2 separate regions of the Anser cygnoides genome follow, and region 2 is linked to region 1. A link is a contact called in public Hi-C data. All regions are on one chromosome and are shown on one strand. The core of a region is the stretch at or near the end of the contact, and the rest is flanking DNA. Distances in the headings are between cores, read along the strand shown. Region 1 holds the start of PHLPP1 (PH domain and leucine rich repeat protein phosphatase 1). Region 2 overlaps PHLPP1 (PH domain and leucine rich repeat protein phosphatase 1).

The links. Hi-C and Micro-C count contacts between places; a contact is called where the count stands out from the background.
Region 2: a Hi-C map of liver shows a contact between it and region 1, with 3 times the contacts expected there. The contact joins the enhancer-like site here to the promoter of PHLPP1 in region 1. A contact is called at or near these places in 2 of 7 Hi-C or Micro-C datasets (both in liver).

The regions. Positions count from the first base shown.
Region 1 is chr2:82,655,145-82,658,725 of Taihu_goose_T2T_genome, reverse strand. It overlaps PHLPP1 (PH domain and leucine rich repeat protein phosphatase 1), which reads right to left and starts at 1,534. Exons shown (of 17, transcript XM_066992533.1): 1 at 137-1,534. The coding sequence starts at 1,385.
Region 2 is chr2:82,748,920-82,752,844 of Taihu_goose_T2T_genome, reverse strand. All of the region lies in intron 4 of PHLPP1 (PH domain and leucine rich repeat protein phosphatase 1), which reads right to left. Among named protein-coding and RNA genes, the nearest start is that of PHLPP1, 94 kb to the right of the region's middle. Within about 2 kb of position 1,739, at least 1 of the 3 cell types and tissues checked has open chromatin away from gene starts, as enhancers often do. A contact at or near this core is called in liver, where this site is marked.

The sequences.
Region 1 (3,581 bases), core at 285-2,784:
CAAGCGCGGAACCCCACGGCTGCCTCAGGCCAGCACCTGCAGCCGCCGTTCACCCTCCCAGCCCGGCGTAACCCCGACGGGGCGCCCCGGGCTGCCCCCCCCCCCCCCCGGCTCAGTCCCGACGGCGGCGTCTCACCGGCGTAGAAGCGGATGAGGCAGCCGGTCTCCGCGTCCATGCCCTCCTCCTGCACCCGCCACAGGTCCCGGTAGCCCAGCTGGCAGAGGTAGTCGTTCTGGAGCTGCAGCGGCTTCTCGTGGGCCTCCAGCCGCCGGCTGGTCTCCCCGTGCAGCTGCACGTAGAGGGCGGGCGGCCCCGACGGCGGCTCCCGGCCGACGGCTTCGCCCCCCGGAGCCCCCCCGGCCCTCGGCGGCTCCCCCGGCCCCGGGGGGCTCCGTGCCGGCCCCGCGGCCTCCCCCGCGCCGTCGGGGGGCGCCGGCTCCGCTTCCAGCTCCTCCGAGGAGGACGAGCCTCCGCCGCCGCCGCTGCTGTAGGGGTCCAGGCGGTCGGAGACGCTCTCGGCGCTGGGGCTGAAGCTCTCCGTGTCGGAGCCGGCCGGCCCCAGCTCGCCCAGCAGCGACGGGCAGGACAGCGGCGGCCCCGCCAGGTACAGCTCGCCGGCGGGGGGCGGCGCCGCGGGGCTCCGCTCGGAGGGCGCCGGGCTCGGCCTGCCGCCGGCCGCCTCGCTCTCGTCGGCGCTGCCGTTCCCCCCGGCTGCCGGGGCCGGCCCGCTCCGAGCTCCCCGGCGGCTCCTCGGCCTCTCCCCGGCCGCTTCGGGCGGGGGTCTCCGCTGCTGCGGAGGAGCGGGAGGAGGAGGAGGAGGCGGCGGCGGGGGCGTCGCGGCGCCCGGCTTGCCCAGCACCCGCACCACGCCGCTGCCGCCGCGGTGCCCCAGCTGCTGCAGGCGGGCGGCCACCTCGTCGGCCGTGGTGTCCAGCGTGCAGAGCACCGGGCGCAGGTAGCAGGCGGCGTGCCGCTCGTAGACGTGCACGCAGCCCCGCCGCACGTCCCGCCGCACCCAGTCCCGCTCCGGGGGCTGCAGCGGCTGCAGCTGCCGGGGGGGCTTGGGCAGCAGCAGCAGCGCCTTCCTGTCCAGGCTGCGGGTGCCCGCCGGGGCGGCCGAGGAGGACGAGGAGGAGGCGGAGAGGTTCCTCTTCAGCCTCCCCCGCCGCAGCAGCAGCGAGTTGGCGGCGCCGGGGGTCGCCAGCACGGCGGGGGGCGCCGAGCCTCCGCCTCCACCGCCGCCACCGCCGCCACCGCCGCCTCCGGCCGCTCTCCTCCTCCGCGGGCCGCCGCTCTCCGCCCGGCTGCCGCTGCCCGGCGGGCTCCTGCCGGGCTCTGCCCGCCCGCCGCCGGCCGGCGGGGCGTCTCCGGCTCGCTGCTCCATCGCCTGCTGGAAGGGAGCGGGGGAAGGAGGGACGCCGCGTCCCGGCGGGGCTCAGGGCTCAGGGCGCGGCGGGCAGCGCAGCTCCGCGCAGGGGCCCCCGCGCCGCCCGCCTCAGCCCCAGCCCCGCTCCCCGCCCGGCGCCGCCGCCATTAGGGAGGGAGGGCGGGAGGGAGGGCGGCGGGGAGGGGAGGGGCAAAGGGAGGGAGGGAGGGAGGGAGGGGGGGGAGGGCGCCTCATGAATATTTATCAGCCCGCCCCGGTGACGCCACCGCTGGGGGGGTGGGAAATGGAGTCCGGCGGGGACTACGAGTCCCGGCAGCGCCCGCTGTGGGGAGGGTGGATTGCCGTGACGGAGGGGTGCTCGCCCGCCCGCCCGCCCCTCGGTTCGAGAAAACATTCCAGGACTTTGTCCTGCTCTCGGTGGCCGCGTTCCCGAACTGTTATCGGGAGGTTTCGCTGGAGCAGCTGAGCTAGGGAATCCGCACGGCCCGGGGGACTGAGGCCGGTGTCAGGTCGCCCTCCGTCGGTGCCGAAGGGTGGCCGTTGGCTAACGGTCCGCCTCGGCGTGCTGAGGGGGTTTCACGGCTTCACCGGCCCTAATGACCCTGTAATTACGTGGTTCTGTGGTTCCGTGACCAGCCGTCCCCTCTCGGTTCAGTCAGAGTGGGCTCAGGAGCCGAGCGCCGAGCCTGGGCGATCTCTCCTCACAGATTAGATGCAAGGGGACATAAAAATGCATGGGGAACATTTATACATAAAACACATGCACACACACAGAGAACTGCTTTGTGAGAAGGTTCACAGAGAAAAAGTTTCAGCATTGCTATCCTGTCACTGTATTTCATTGCTAAAACTACTGAAAATGTGTATTTCAGACCCTAAAACTTCTGAAAATACTTCCTAAAAATTGTTTAGGAGCAGCGACCAGATACCAACACTTCCCCCCAAATCTGATTTTAAATTAATTACTGAAAAGATAAATTACAATCAGATAAATGAGTTTTCACACCCTAAGGACATAACAGTATTTATTCGGAGAATCCTCTTAACGCTCCTGAGGATGTTTTAGCTGAGTAATGTAGGTTGGACAGGGCTGTAACTGCTTGAGATTGTTCCTTTTTAGTACATTTTGTAAAAACACAGCGAAACGTCTTGCCAGATACTCATCAGAAATGCTATGGGCTGCAGCAAAGTGGGAGTTCTGGGCAATTAACCAGTTGCGCCAGTGTTAGGGGAGATAAATCTTCATTGCTGAGAACCCCGAGACAAACTCTCAGTGTCAATGAAGCAGAACTTTTAGTTGTGTTTTTTTTTAATTTTTTTTAGTGTATATATATAAATGAACCAGAACCATAATAAAACAAAAGTTTATGTCTCCTAATAAAACGCTCCTCCAGACTTGCACATTATTTTCTTTATACCTCATACAAGCAGGTGAAACAGACCACAGAAAACAGAGGAATTCCCCAGGAAACTCGCGATGGAAACGTGTCTACCTTTTATAAGGTTTATAACAATGAAGCTGTCGTTTTACCTTTGTATGGAAACCACCCCCTTTTTGAATGGAACAATCTGTAAATTAATTACATTCTGACTGTGCAGTTTGCTGGCCTGTATCTGGATTTGCAGTAACCAGCAAGAACATCACTGGAATTCCTTCTGGGCGAGAGACCCAGGACCAGATCCAGAGCACACACTAACAGAAGATGACGGCAACGCTTGGCCATTAAAGGCTTAAACCGGTGCCCAAAACCTCCTTTAACAGTAGCAGCGCACAATAAAAGTGCAGCGTTGAGTGTATTGCAGCCTGATTCTGTCTACTTCGTGCATTCCGTTTTAATTATGTCTACTGATTCACACCACCCTCATGCCACCTACTTCATGAAGGTTACTCCAGGTCTCCTGATTTAAATGCGTGAGAGAAATACTTTATGTGCAAACACACACAGACACACTCAGAAGAGGGATTCGGTAAGCTCGAGAGGCATTATTGTTAGCAGTAATACTTGAAATAAAATACTGTTTCTAGAAAACAGCTTGCTACCCTTGAAAGCAGTCTTTCCTTGGAGGGAGGCAGGAAGAGAGGAGCTGTACTCCAATTGTTCAGACAGCTGACTGTTTGTGCACACACACAGAAAAATCCAAACCAGAGATTATCAGATATTTCTTAGGAACGTGAAGCAGGAAGGTAAGTCC
Region 2 (3,925 bases), core at 490-2,989, 94 kb before region 1:
CATACCAAGTTGCCTTACAATAATTAATACAAGGTAAGTTTGGTTATTTAAATAAAAATGACATGCATTTTTAGTTTATGTACTCAGAACAAGCATGGAAACTTCTAGACACTCAAGTTCAATGCCACTTGCAAGAGTTCACTCATGTGAAGCTGGCATAGGAGAAACAGGCCCTCCTGAACTAAATGTCTACAAGTAACACAGAACAGACCCTTGCCATCCTTACTACGTATGTCATTTCCGAAGAGGTCTTCCATTGCATCTGATCCCATACTGAAACACTGCTGTATCTCTGAACACATTCCTTGCTAGTAAGACTGTTAACAGTAATTTGCTAGTAAGACAGTAACACTGGTTACAAGGTGCAGGAACTTTTCCACCTATTTCAACAGTACATTTTTGTGGTTCAGTTCAGCTCCATTTGTGCAAATAGATACTGCCTTTCAGCCAAAAATGTCATCAGAATAGGTTGGTCCGAACAGAAATTGAAAGTGTACTGAATTAAAGCAATAGTTAGCAAGACTTCTACAGCAATCGAGTTAAATCCTTAGGGTTTTGATTATGTACTATTCGTTGGGATGGCACACTAATTCCAAAATTTTGTCCTCAATGTGTCTCAGAACTCTTAAAATCCCCTTGATTTATCTAGTAGCAAAGAAGTAACTTGCATGTGCTTGCCTTATTAGAAATGACCAAAAAGACTGTTTGAACCAAAAAAACACACATACAAGAAGAGGACAATCCAATTAGCCAGCCTGAATGTTCAGCAACGTTATTATGGTTGCCTAACAACCACTGGAGGTATGCCTAAAGGCAAGTAAATGGATGAATGAAAAGATCTGTGTCGGGTTCCGATAGATGAGAGGAAGTTTCTTCTCTGGCACGGTTTATGCCAGGACATTTTATTTAGACTTAATTTTCCCTTCATTAACTCTCAAGTCCTTTATTTGTGCGAGCAGGCTTTTATATAACACAGTAATGGAAGCAAAACTGTACCTATGAAGACTTTTATTTCACGAAAGTGACCTCTGATAGTAGGTGCCAATGCATTCACAGCCTCTGCATTGCCCAACGTATTCTCATCTCAAAACACTTTGCTCTCCCCCAGCCAGAAAACAAGGACAGAAAACGCATCAAGTGTTGAACAGGTTACAAAGTTTTAACACAAGAAGACTCTTAAAAACCCTCACCAGCTATTTCAATTAACTGGTACACAACCTTCGGTATCGGCCAGATCAAACTCATGCCACTGAATAAAACTCAACATGAAAATGTTAATTATTGCCTTTGGATCTCTTATCAATGGGGGCGTGGATTTAACCCCAAAGTACAGACTGTAAATACACTTAATATTTACAAAGCCTTCCAACAAACATGGGAATGCTGTGCTCTCTATTGCTATTTCGGTGCAAAGATGGGAGAAGAAAATAAGGAAAAATCACGGCCAGTTATCACAGATTTTGAACAAGCTGTGCTATGCTGGAGGCAGAAGTTTGGAACAGAGTTAGACGGAAACTAAATGAAATCCTGCAATCAGATTACCGCTGCAGGGAAAAAAATGCTACTGTGCAGAAACAATGACTAATGCATCTCTAGAGGGAGAACTATAAAATAAAAAAAGGAGGCTAGGGTAAGCCAGCTAACGTTAATGAGGGGTACTAGCCAGAAAAAAAAAGAAAGAAAAAGAAACATTTTGAATAAAATACCTTCCTATTCCTCTATTTTAGAGAAGGGGCTTAAAAATCCTGAACCTAGAACTAAAGCTCACAATACTGCATTTATCTTGAAGACAACTGTAGAGTTCAGCCAAAGATGCATCATTGCTCTGAAACCTGGGGTGATTCTGTGACGGAACAGCTGTCCCACAGCTTCCTCAAAGTCAGGCTCAAATACAGTATGAGTGCTCCAAGCAGGAGAAGTGAGGGCCTATAGAAACGACGTTTCAAATGAGAATTTTTCAGTATTCAAGTAAGTGCAAAAGTAGTGGTGAACACGAGGTCAAAAATAAGTAAAAGCTGCTGGAGAAGCCACAAAATGCAAACATTCCAGCTTTCAAGTCAACCATGAAAAAAAGAATTAACTGATTTAATAACCAGCACTGAGACTACAGACTTTACTCGTGCCACTCTGGAGTCTCAAGAACAGTTCAGGGCTTTTGCTCACTAAACAAGTGAAAACCACAAGCTACTAGAAGACTCCAAATACAATCTCGAGATAAAATTACCAAAGATCAAGCTGTGACAGAGGAAAGAGGATTTGGGGTGGAGAGATAGGAAGGGAGGAGGCTAAAGAAAAAATTTGTTTACATCAAGAAATTCCAATGCAGTGTTCAGCTTCAAGATTTTCTGCATTTTTGTGGAAAATTATCTTATGTCAAAGGAAAAAACTTATTTGTCTGTGTATTACATCTTTACTATCCTAGTGTATGTTTTAACGTGTTTATTAAGGGTCTTTTGTGAGTTAATTTGTATGTTAAACTTTTAGTTAATCTGACTACTAAGGACATGAACCAGACTGGTCAACTGATCTATATAACATGTAAGGGAGGATGCGCAGTACGGCCAGTACTGGGTATTCATTGAAAATGCACATATAATGCTTCTGTCAAATAATCCACAGAGGTGACTTATTGTTAAATAATAATATTTAAAGGAAATCTGAAAGACAGACACTTAAACTTGGTTAGTATTAAATGGCTAATTTAAGACAACTGACAGGACATTTTCTTCTTACTCTGTAAACATGTTCACTTGCAAGATGTTGAAGTCACATTTCTTCTCATGGAGCAGTGTCAATTACAAAACTATTCTAAGCAGAACAGGCAGGTACGTGCCCGAAGTTAAAATCTTTAGTCTGCCTCTCATCTCTGGTCACTCACTTCATGCTATCCACACCACAAACAGAACAGTGTAGTCCCATTATGGAGCACTGCCATGCCGCATATTAAAATTCTGAATTGTTTATAGTGCTTATTCTATTTGGATAGATTTATAGTCAGTAGCACCAGTAGCACTTGTAGCTTGGATATAAATAAGGTACGAGAAAAGTATTTTACAGACTCCAGTTTTCTCTTGCTGCTGAGTTTGCAGCGGTGGGCTTCAATCATTTTACAGAACAACATCCCTGCTGTTTTCTCACCCCCAAATCTTGATTCCTCCCAGAAGCAGGGGAACACATCAGTGTTGTCCCCACATGTGTTGTTTGTGGGAAAGAATTGCTCATTTGAGGCATGACAGTGTAATCTTCTTCCACCTTCCCTAGTTCTACATTTTGTTAACCTTTAAAAAAAAAAAGAACAGCACTGCTTGACATGTTACGTTCAGTTAGCTTGCTAGACCTTCTATTGTAATGACCAGTACAGAAATACTCGCTCCTCTGGCATAAAAGAGTCCTATTTTAAGGCAGAGCAAATTGTTACACGTCAACCTTTTCCTTTAAACATGCAACATGACTGAACACTAATTGCCGTAACTGAGCCCAAAAATGCCCAATAACTTAATCCTGAAGCTGCCACTTCAGGAGTGGCTTTAGTTTGACATATGCAAAATGAGGAAAGGGGCTAACAAGAGCAGTTCCTATCATGGCAAAGCAACACGCTGATACGTCAACTTCAGATTCAGGTCTACTTGGTGTACACAGGAGAGGAAACACACAGTACAGCGCTTGTGTTCCAGTATGCTTGGAGGGGGGAAAAAGTGTATTTGAGATGACCATACACAGTTACTGGAAGACAGCCATAAAAGCCTAGCCTGACAAAACCAGTCTTGCCTCACTCTTACCAAAAGCATTTAAACATTGGTGATTACTGCACCCAAAACAGAACACATGGCTCAATAAGGAGCTCAGCCGAAGGAAAGCAATTGCTTTCCCAGTCCTATCTCCAGTATTTAGGGTGTGGTGGCAGTTGAACACCATTTCAAGCAGC